2 separate regions of the Mus musculus genome follow, and region 1 is linked to region 2. The links are chromatin contacts, called in public promoter capture Hi-C maps. All regions are on one chromosome and are shown on one strand. Each heading gives the region's core, a stretch centred on a gene start, on an enhancer-like site or on the middle of the called end of the contact. The rest is flanking DNA. Distances are from core to core; before and after follow the strand shown. Region 1 holds the start of Dppa4 (developmental pluripotency associated 4). Region 2 holds the start of Tagln3 (transgelin 3).

Region 1 (3,772 bases), core at 186-2,685, 2.6 Mb before region 2:
CCATGTGTCAATTAATTCCATCTGATTTTAAACTCCATAAGAATGGGGTCCCTCTCCCTTTTATTGCTGAGGATGGATAATAAATATTCAGTTTAATTAAGGGAACAACAACAACGACAACAAAAAAATCCCTAAGCACAGAAAGAAACACACACACACACACACACCAAAAAAAAAAAAAAAAAACCTAACAAATATTAAGCCTCTTCCAGCATATACACGACTAAACACACTCCTTGCCTCATTTAATCTTTATATAACTTCAGAACCACTACTGTATTTTCAACATGGAGGGCCAAAAGTTAAAAGCTTATTAAAGCCAGGTGGTCATGGCACATGCCTTTATCCCAGCACTCGGGAGGCAGAGGAAGGCGAATCTCTTCAGTTCCTGGCTAGCCTGGTCTACAAGAGTGAGTTACAGGACAGCCAGGGCTACAGAGAAACCTTGTTTCAGAAAGAAAAGAGAGGGTGGCACCCGGGAGGCAAACCAACCTGGTTTACAGAGCGAGTCCCGGGTACCCAGGACTACAGAGAAACAAAACAATAACTCACTAAATAAATAAGTAAAACCACCAGGTCACTTAGCTCCAAAACCTAGGTCTTTTCCACCCCCCCCCTCCTCCACCCCCGCAATTGTGGAAGTGACAATTTAGCATTTCCTGTTACTTGACACCTCAGTTCTCTCCCATCACAATAGGGACCGGCTTCCCAAGGACTAAGATTTACTTTTGCACAACCTCTTTATAAAGGATTCACTTTAGGACTTAACAAAATTCTTACAATAAAGAAAGATGAAAATGGCTGGCGGTTTCTTGGGGAGGAGTCCAGGAAAGTGCTCAGCATCCTATCCTGGCTACTACAGTTAGGAACCAGCAGGTCTGCCATGTCAAAATTCATAGATTCTGAGGGCCTATGGATAAATTAAGGGGCCTGGAAGCCCTGTAGCAGGCACTTTTGGGTTAAGCCCTCGGGTCCTCTCAGGTTAACTGGGGACTCCTTCCGAGGCTACCCAAAGCCTCAGTTTATACCCTGTTTTATCCCGGGACCAGCTACGGGATTCTAAATTCCTTCCTAACAAAGCATTCCTTCCAAAACACACCCTCCTCTCCTAACACATCTACACCCGGGCCCCAGGGTCTCGCGCAAGGCCACTTCGAGCGGGCCCGCCAAGCCACACACCTGCCTTTAAATAATAATTTTTTTTAAAAAAACAATTAAGGTTGTAACAAATTGTAACGCTCATTCTTCTCTTCTCCAAACAATGGCTGGCTATACTCAAAAATGAGGGGCCCTCATTTGGAAAGCCAAATTGTAAAAACAGTTCTCACCTTCTTGTCTCCAGCAGTCTCCATCTTGAGAATAGATGAATCCTCCGAAAGAAAGTTCTCCCAGCTTCCAAAAGACCTCTGACCTCAGCCGGCTTTTCAAAATCTCCTCCTACTTCCTGTTGTCTTGAGGCCCTCTTCCGTTCCCCTCCCCTTCTGGTCCCACCCTCAACAAAATTGTGATGCTAAAATCTCCTTTTGTGGCTGATTTTAATAAAATCCCCTTTTGTGTGGTTTAATTATTAGGCTTGTTTCCTCGAATTTTTTTTTGTTTGTTTTGTTTTGTTTTGTTTTTGAGGCAGAGTTTATCATTTCTTTGCCTGGCCAGAAATGCGCTTTGTATATTGTACTGTCTCAACCTCCGGAATACTGCGATTTAGAGGTGTGAGCTGCTACCCCCTGCTCCTGGCAACTGTAGATCTGGGATATTTAAAACTGTAATTATTGCTGGGCGTGGCAGCACACACCTTTAATCCCAGCATTAGAGATGCAGAGGCAGGTGGATCTCTCTGAGCTCCTGGTCAGCCTAGTCTACATAGTGAGACTCTATCTTAGAAAAAAGAAAAAAAAAAAAAAAAGGGAAGGAAGGAAGGAAGGAAGGAAGGAAGAAAGAAAGAAAGAAAGAAAGAAAGAAAGAAAGAAAGAAAGAAAGAAAGAAAGAAAGAAAGAAAGAAAGAAAGAAAGAACCTAAATATTGCTAAGGGAAAGTGAAGTTCCTAGAGAATTCTGAAAAGACTGCAAATTTATCTAATGGAATTAGCATCCTGAACAGGAATGAAAACAACCCAGTTGCTCCAGAAATCCTTTTCCATGAGATGGCAGGGGGTGGGGGTTGCATTGTTTTGGTGGTTTCAGGGCTCACCCTGGGCTTTGTTTCTGTGCACCAATCAATCTACCACTGAGCTACAATCCCAGCCCATAAAATTACAACTCTTTTAATTCTTCCCCATCCAACCCTCCTTTTTTGAAGTCTCCACGGACCTGCAGCATACTGAGGTCTTCCTGTCTCATCCTCCTGACTGCTAGGATTCAAGGTGTACCCCACCACACCTGGCCAGGGCTTGAATTTCTGATCTTCTAGCTTCCCCAGGGCTGGAATTCAGGCCACCGAGCCTGGTTCAAAACTGTAACTTTCTATCTGCCAACTGTTTTTTTTTTTTTTTTTAAAGATTTATTTATTTATTATATGGAAGTACATTGTAGCTGTCTTCAGACACTCCAGAAGGGGGAGTCAGATCTCGTTATGGATGGTTGTGAGCCACCATGTGGTTGCTGGGATTTGAACTCTGGACCTTTGGAAGAGCAGTCGGGTGCTCTTACCCACTGAGCCATCTCACCAGCCCTTTTTTTTTTTTTTTTTTTTCTGCCAACTGTTAAAAGGTTTTGTCGTTGCTAGTTGGTTGGTATTTGATAACAGGGTTTCTCTGTGTAGCCTGCTGTCCTGGACCAGGCTGGCCTCGAACTCACAGAGCTCCTCCTGCCTCTCTGCCTTCTGAGTGCTGGGACTAAATGCACGTCCCACCCACCACCAGACATTCCCTCCTTCCCCCCCCAAAAGTTTTTAAAGTCTACTGAGTATGTCGTGAATCCTGGTAATAAAATTCCGTCGCTGTTGGTTTCCCTTTTGCAGATGACGAAGATTTGTGGGAAACTACTGGTAACTTGCTTGTCCAGTAAATGAACATCAAGCTTGGCTTAAAATAAAGATCAAGACTCTCTCTTCCGATGTCAGCACCACCCTCTCCCACAAAAACAAAACAACACAACAACAACAACAAAACCAACCAACCAAGCAAACAGGAAAAGTTCCTTTGGGCTCTTCTCTGCAAGAGACCAGAGATGTGAAGTGAGAGACTGTGCGTTTAGAAGTGGTGACTGAGCTGGGTGTGGTGGCGCACGCCTTTAATCCCAGCACTCGGGAGGCAGAGGCAGGCGGATTTCTGAGTTCGAGGCCAGCCTGGTCTACAGAGTGAGTTCCAGGACAGCCAGGGCTACACAGAGAAACCCTGTCTCGAAAAACCAAAAAAAAAAAAAAAAAAAAAAAAAGAAGTGGTGACTGTGGGATTCAGATCTACACTTGCCACCTCATAGAGGTAAGACCTGTGACTTACCTGTAGCTAGTATGATGGAGCGGTGAAGTAAATGAATCTCAAGTTAGAAGCTAGCCTGTACTAGACAAACTAAGTGTCTGAAATAAACAGGGGCAGACCACACAGTGGTAGAGTGCTTGATTAGCATACTGAGTGAACTAGGTCCAATCCCCAGGTAAATTGCTCACCCCCACCCTACATTCCCCACCCCCTCCTCCCCATTCCCCACCACCCACCCCAGAACAGAATTCTTTTTAAGTCCTACAGCCAGATCTTTTTGTTTGTTTGTTTTAAGATTTATTTATAGCCGGGCGGTGGTGGCGCACACCTTTAATCCCAGCACTTGGGAGGCAGAGG
Region 2 (4,227 bases), core at 632-3,131:
GAGGTTGGTCCCTACGGTCCCTGCCATGACAGTGCTTTGCCTGTGCATTATTGATAGAATTTACTGCCTTGAAATCCTCTGCTGATGCTCCAATCTCTTTCTTTAAAGCACTTTTGAGTTTGAACTTGTTTTTATGGCATCATTTATTTATCCCCAAACAGCTCGGACTTGGTGCCTGAATTCCTCAGGGCCTCCGCCCTCCCCCCCACCCCCGCCCAACTTGTAATGTTAATTTTCCTTTAGTTCTGGCCTTGATGGTCTTTTCATGTTACTTGCTTGAGTAACGTCACCCAGGTTCATGGTTTTAACTCCTACCTACCAAGCAGATGACTCAAGTTTCTACCCATTAGATGATTCTCCTGAGCGCCAGACTTATAAAACAGTCGCCCAATGATCTCAGACAGTAGCAGGACCAACTTTTATTACCTCTGTCCTTTGTATACCACCCTACCTGTGAGTTCTTCTGCAGTAAAGTAGCACCACTATTAATTCAGCTACATCAGTCAGATGAGTGAGTCTCTTGCCTTTTATCCAGTGATGATCTGGTGGTTTTCTTTCTCCTGAAAATATTCGAATTCCCTTGCATGGCAAATTAGTGTGAGGTTGGTAAGTGCCTAATAACTGGCTTTTTACTGCTGGCACTTGCCACCATCCTTGGGATATGGATTCTCATCAGGACCAGATTCAAACTTCCGCTGTGGCATCTCTGAAAGCAATGTGGCGAAGAAAGCCCAGGACCATACAATTATACAGTGTTTATCTTCTGTAGAGACTTGAATACAAATATCTTCAAGAATATAAATTATTGGGAAGTGTAACAAAAATAAAGAGCAATTCATTTTGGATACTTCATCTTTGTCACTTTTACTTATGTAACCCAGTAACTAAAGATGACAGAATTTACAAACTGACCCTTAAAATTACTGAAAACTCTAACCTCAAACCCTTGCAAAGCAGTGTTTTATTACCTGGAGCCAGTCTGACGTTCCAGTCTCAGTTTACTTGCTGATTCTAAGACTTTTTCACCTTTTAAAAAAATACTAATTTAAAATATTTATTTTATATTCATGAACGTTTTACTTGCATGAATATCTGTGCACTGAATGCAACCTACCAAAACTTTTAGGGTACGGAGAGACTTCTGTTTAATTAGAAAATTTGTCTTATATATTTTATTTTAAAGTAACATTTATAAGACTTATCCCTTGAATAGAGCCAAACCAAGCCCAGAGGTTTTCTACGGGTTGGAAGTTTCTGGATGGAACTGCCTTGACAGCTTAAGTAAACGGTTGCAGCTTCCAGTGTCACCCCCATCCCGACCCCATCCTGTCCTGTAACAACTGTCCCTTCAGTGCAAGGTTAAAGTGGTTTGGCTATTCCTGGCAGATGGGCACTTAGCAGAATGGACCCTCCCAGAGGCCCAAGTCCCCTCAGGCAGCTGTGTGGGGCCTCAGATACAATGCTGGGTTTCCCAGAGGAGAAGAAAGGATTGTGCGGCAGAGAAAGAAGCTCCCAGCGGGAGGCAGGCGGTCTGGCCTGTCTAGGAGAGGGCTGGTTTTGGGGCGCTCTTAGCAACAGCCCTGGTTTGACCCTCCTTAGCCGTGAGAAAATCAAATCCAGGGCGCCTTGCTTCCAATCTCCTGCACCATCCGCGGCGTAATGTTGAGACATCCTTTCTCCCGCCTGTTAATTACCTGCTCTGGGCATCTCTAGCAAAGTGCTGCTGAGAGCGGAAGCAAGCAACCATCGCCCACCACCCACCGTCTGTCTGGGGGCTTATGCTCACGAATGAGTCCCATGTACATCATCCGGTCTGCCTGACAGGCAGGACTGAGAAAGGGGGGTTCCAGCCCCCCGTGGGCTGGCCAGGGCTTTATTCTAGAGTCCAGAGCGGCGCGTGGCTGCGCTTTTCTTTCCCGTTTGTAGGTGAAACCCCATTGGCTTCATTGGCTCCTTGATTTTAAACCACGCCCGGCTTTCTGCCCGCTTTGCTGCTGCTGGGTTCGGCCTCCCTGCCACATCCCAGCCGGGTTCTCAGGAAACCCGGGGGCTCCTGTGGCTGCTATTGTGTGGATGCCGCGTGTGTCCTCTCTTCTCTTCCAGAGATGGCTAACAGGGGTCCGAGCTATGGCTTAAGCCGAGAGGTGCAGGAGAAGATTGAGCAGAAGTATGACGCGGATCTGGAGAACAAGCTGGTGGACTGGATCATCCTGCAGTGTGCTGAGGATATAGAGCACCCGCCCCCGGGCAGGGCCCATTTTCAGAAATGGTTGATGGACGGGACGGTAAGGCGGGCAAGGATATTGGTTGTTGGGGCGCTGGGCAGGGAAACCCTGCTAGGGCCTTTTCTTTCCATGTGAGGCCCGGGGAGATCCCCTGTTGCCAAGGTCTGGGTCTCACCGGGAGAGATGAGCATGCCTTTATTTCTCCAGGGCTGGCTGCAATTCTGAGGGCTCTCTGCACAATTTCCTAGCTAGTTTAGAGGATTCTCCACCTATATGAGACTCAAGCTTCCTTCTGAGCTGTAAGCAAAACTGGAGCCCTTTTGATGTTTCCATTCAGAGTAGGGCTAAGCGCTGCTGCTGTGTGATCTCCTTAGCCTTCTTGGGCTGTTCTTACCCCCAAGGGAACCAGCTGGTTACACGGTGAAACAAAGGAAGGGGGTCAGGCTAGCCAACTTGTCATCCTCCATGGAAGCTGTATCCCTTGGAGGTGCTCAGGATCTCTTGAGCAGATGAGTTCCCCTGAACAGGAAGGGAATCCTTATGTGATAAGTGCCTTTCTGTCCAGATACTGTGTGTTTGGGTTCCAGGAGGACAGCTGAGCTAAGTCAAAGAAGCCCATCTTTTCTGGCAAGCTGTGATTTACTGTTACATAACTGCTATCCCACCTATTTGTTGGGCATCGTAGGGCTTGGCTTCTAAGAGTCTCTGAGAAGACCCAATTCAGTTCTTTGACGCATCACAAACTTAGATAGGATGAGTTAGTGAAAACAGCAGATCCCAGAGAGCAGATCAGAATCCTCCCGGTTCCCCGTGAGCCTCCAATGCATCCTCCATTAAGAATGGGAGATCATGTCCTCATCATCCAGGATTTTCAAGGAGGGAACTAGGTTCTGGCTGCAAGATTGTGGTCAGCTATTGTCTGTGAATGGGCTCCCTGGGGGTCTTCTGTGGTGTGGGTGTGTGTCTGTGTGTGTGTGTGTGTGTGTGTGTGTGTGTGTGTGTGTGTAGATGCACCACTCACTTCTGACCTGTGACATTTATTGCAAAGGGAAACACACTAACCCTCTGTCCCCCACACTCCCTTTTTAGGTCCTGTGCAAGCTGATAAACAGTTTATATCCACCAGGGCAAGAACCCATCCCCAAGATCTCAGAGTCAAAGATGGCTTTTAAGCAGATGGAGCAAATCTCTCAGTTCCTGAAAGCTGCCGAGGTCTATGGTGTCAGGACCACTGACATTTTTCAAACAGTGGATCTCTGGGAAGGTAAACTGCCCTCCTGGCTTTAGGTCTGTCTCCCCTGGACTCTTGTCCCAGTACCTCTTCTTTTCTCTGTCCTCTATTTGCAAAAGCCACTTACACAGGGATTCCCTGTGCTGCTTGGGGGAGGGGAAGTGTGTTCTCAGCTGTCATCCCAGGGACAGTGCTGGCCTTCCTGTTTGTGATGCTTTCTGGGTAGGGGTCCTGTCGTACAGAAGGACACATATTGAGGCTAGGGCAAGAACCTCAGCCAAGTAGTGGCTAAGTGTGATAGTGGAAGTGTCCACAGAGAAGAAGGGAACTGGCTACACGCATGTCTTTTCCTCTAGTCGGCCTTCCATCACAAATCACACTTAGTGGAAGAGAAAGGAGGCAGGAGTGAGTGAGTGTTCTCCTGACTCACCATCACTGGGGCTTACAGACAAAGCCATCTGGTGCTCCTCTGTCATTCAATCTGAGGGAGAAAAACAGCACTCCATCTTTCTGTTAAACAATTATCTAGAGAATGGTGACTGTATCTTCTAGATGAGTAGTCTGCTCAGGGAGACTACTAAATGACTTTTCACTCGCATTTGTGAATTGACTCAGTGAGAAGAATCTCACAAAGCTACTTAGATTGGATCTTATCTCTGGACATATATAGATAGCAATCCACCACTGTTGGGGAAAATGACGTGGAATGAAGATATTGCTGAAGGATTTGAGTGACCAATAGTCATAAGGCTTCAAGTCCCTTTTAGTGAT

The links. Promoter capture Hi-C pulls out the DNA fragments that hold promoters and counts their contacts.
Region 1: a contact with region 2 is called in a promoter capture Hi-C map of stem cell-derived epiblast-like cells, with 4 times the contacts expected there. The contact joins the promoter of Dppa4 here to the promoter of Tagln3 in region 2. A contact is called at or near these places in 4 of 39 promoter capture datasets (embryonic stem cells, hippocampal neurons, liver and 1 more).

Annotation. Positions count from the first base shown.
Region 1 is chr16:48,281,398-48,285,169 of GRCm38.p6, reverse strand. It overlaps Dppa4 (developmental pluripotency associated 4), which reads right to left and starts at 1,435. Exons shown (of 7, transcript NM_028610.2): 1 at 1,329-1,435. The coding sequence starts at 1,352.
Region 2 is chr16:45,722,185-45,726,411 of GRCm38.p6, reverse strand. It overlaps Tagln3 (transgelin 3), which reads left to right and starts at 1,881. Exons shown (of 4, transcript NM_019754.3): 1 at 1,881-2,285; 2 at 3,315-3,489. The coding sequence starts at 2,106.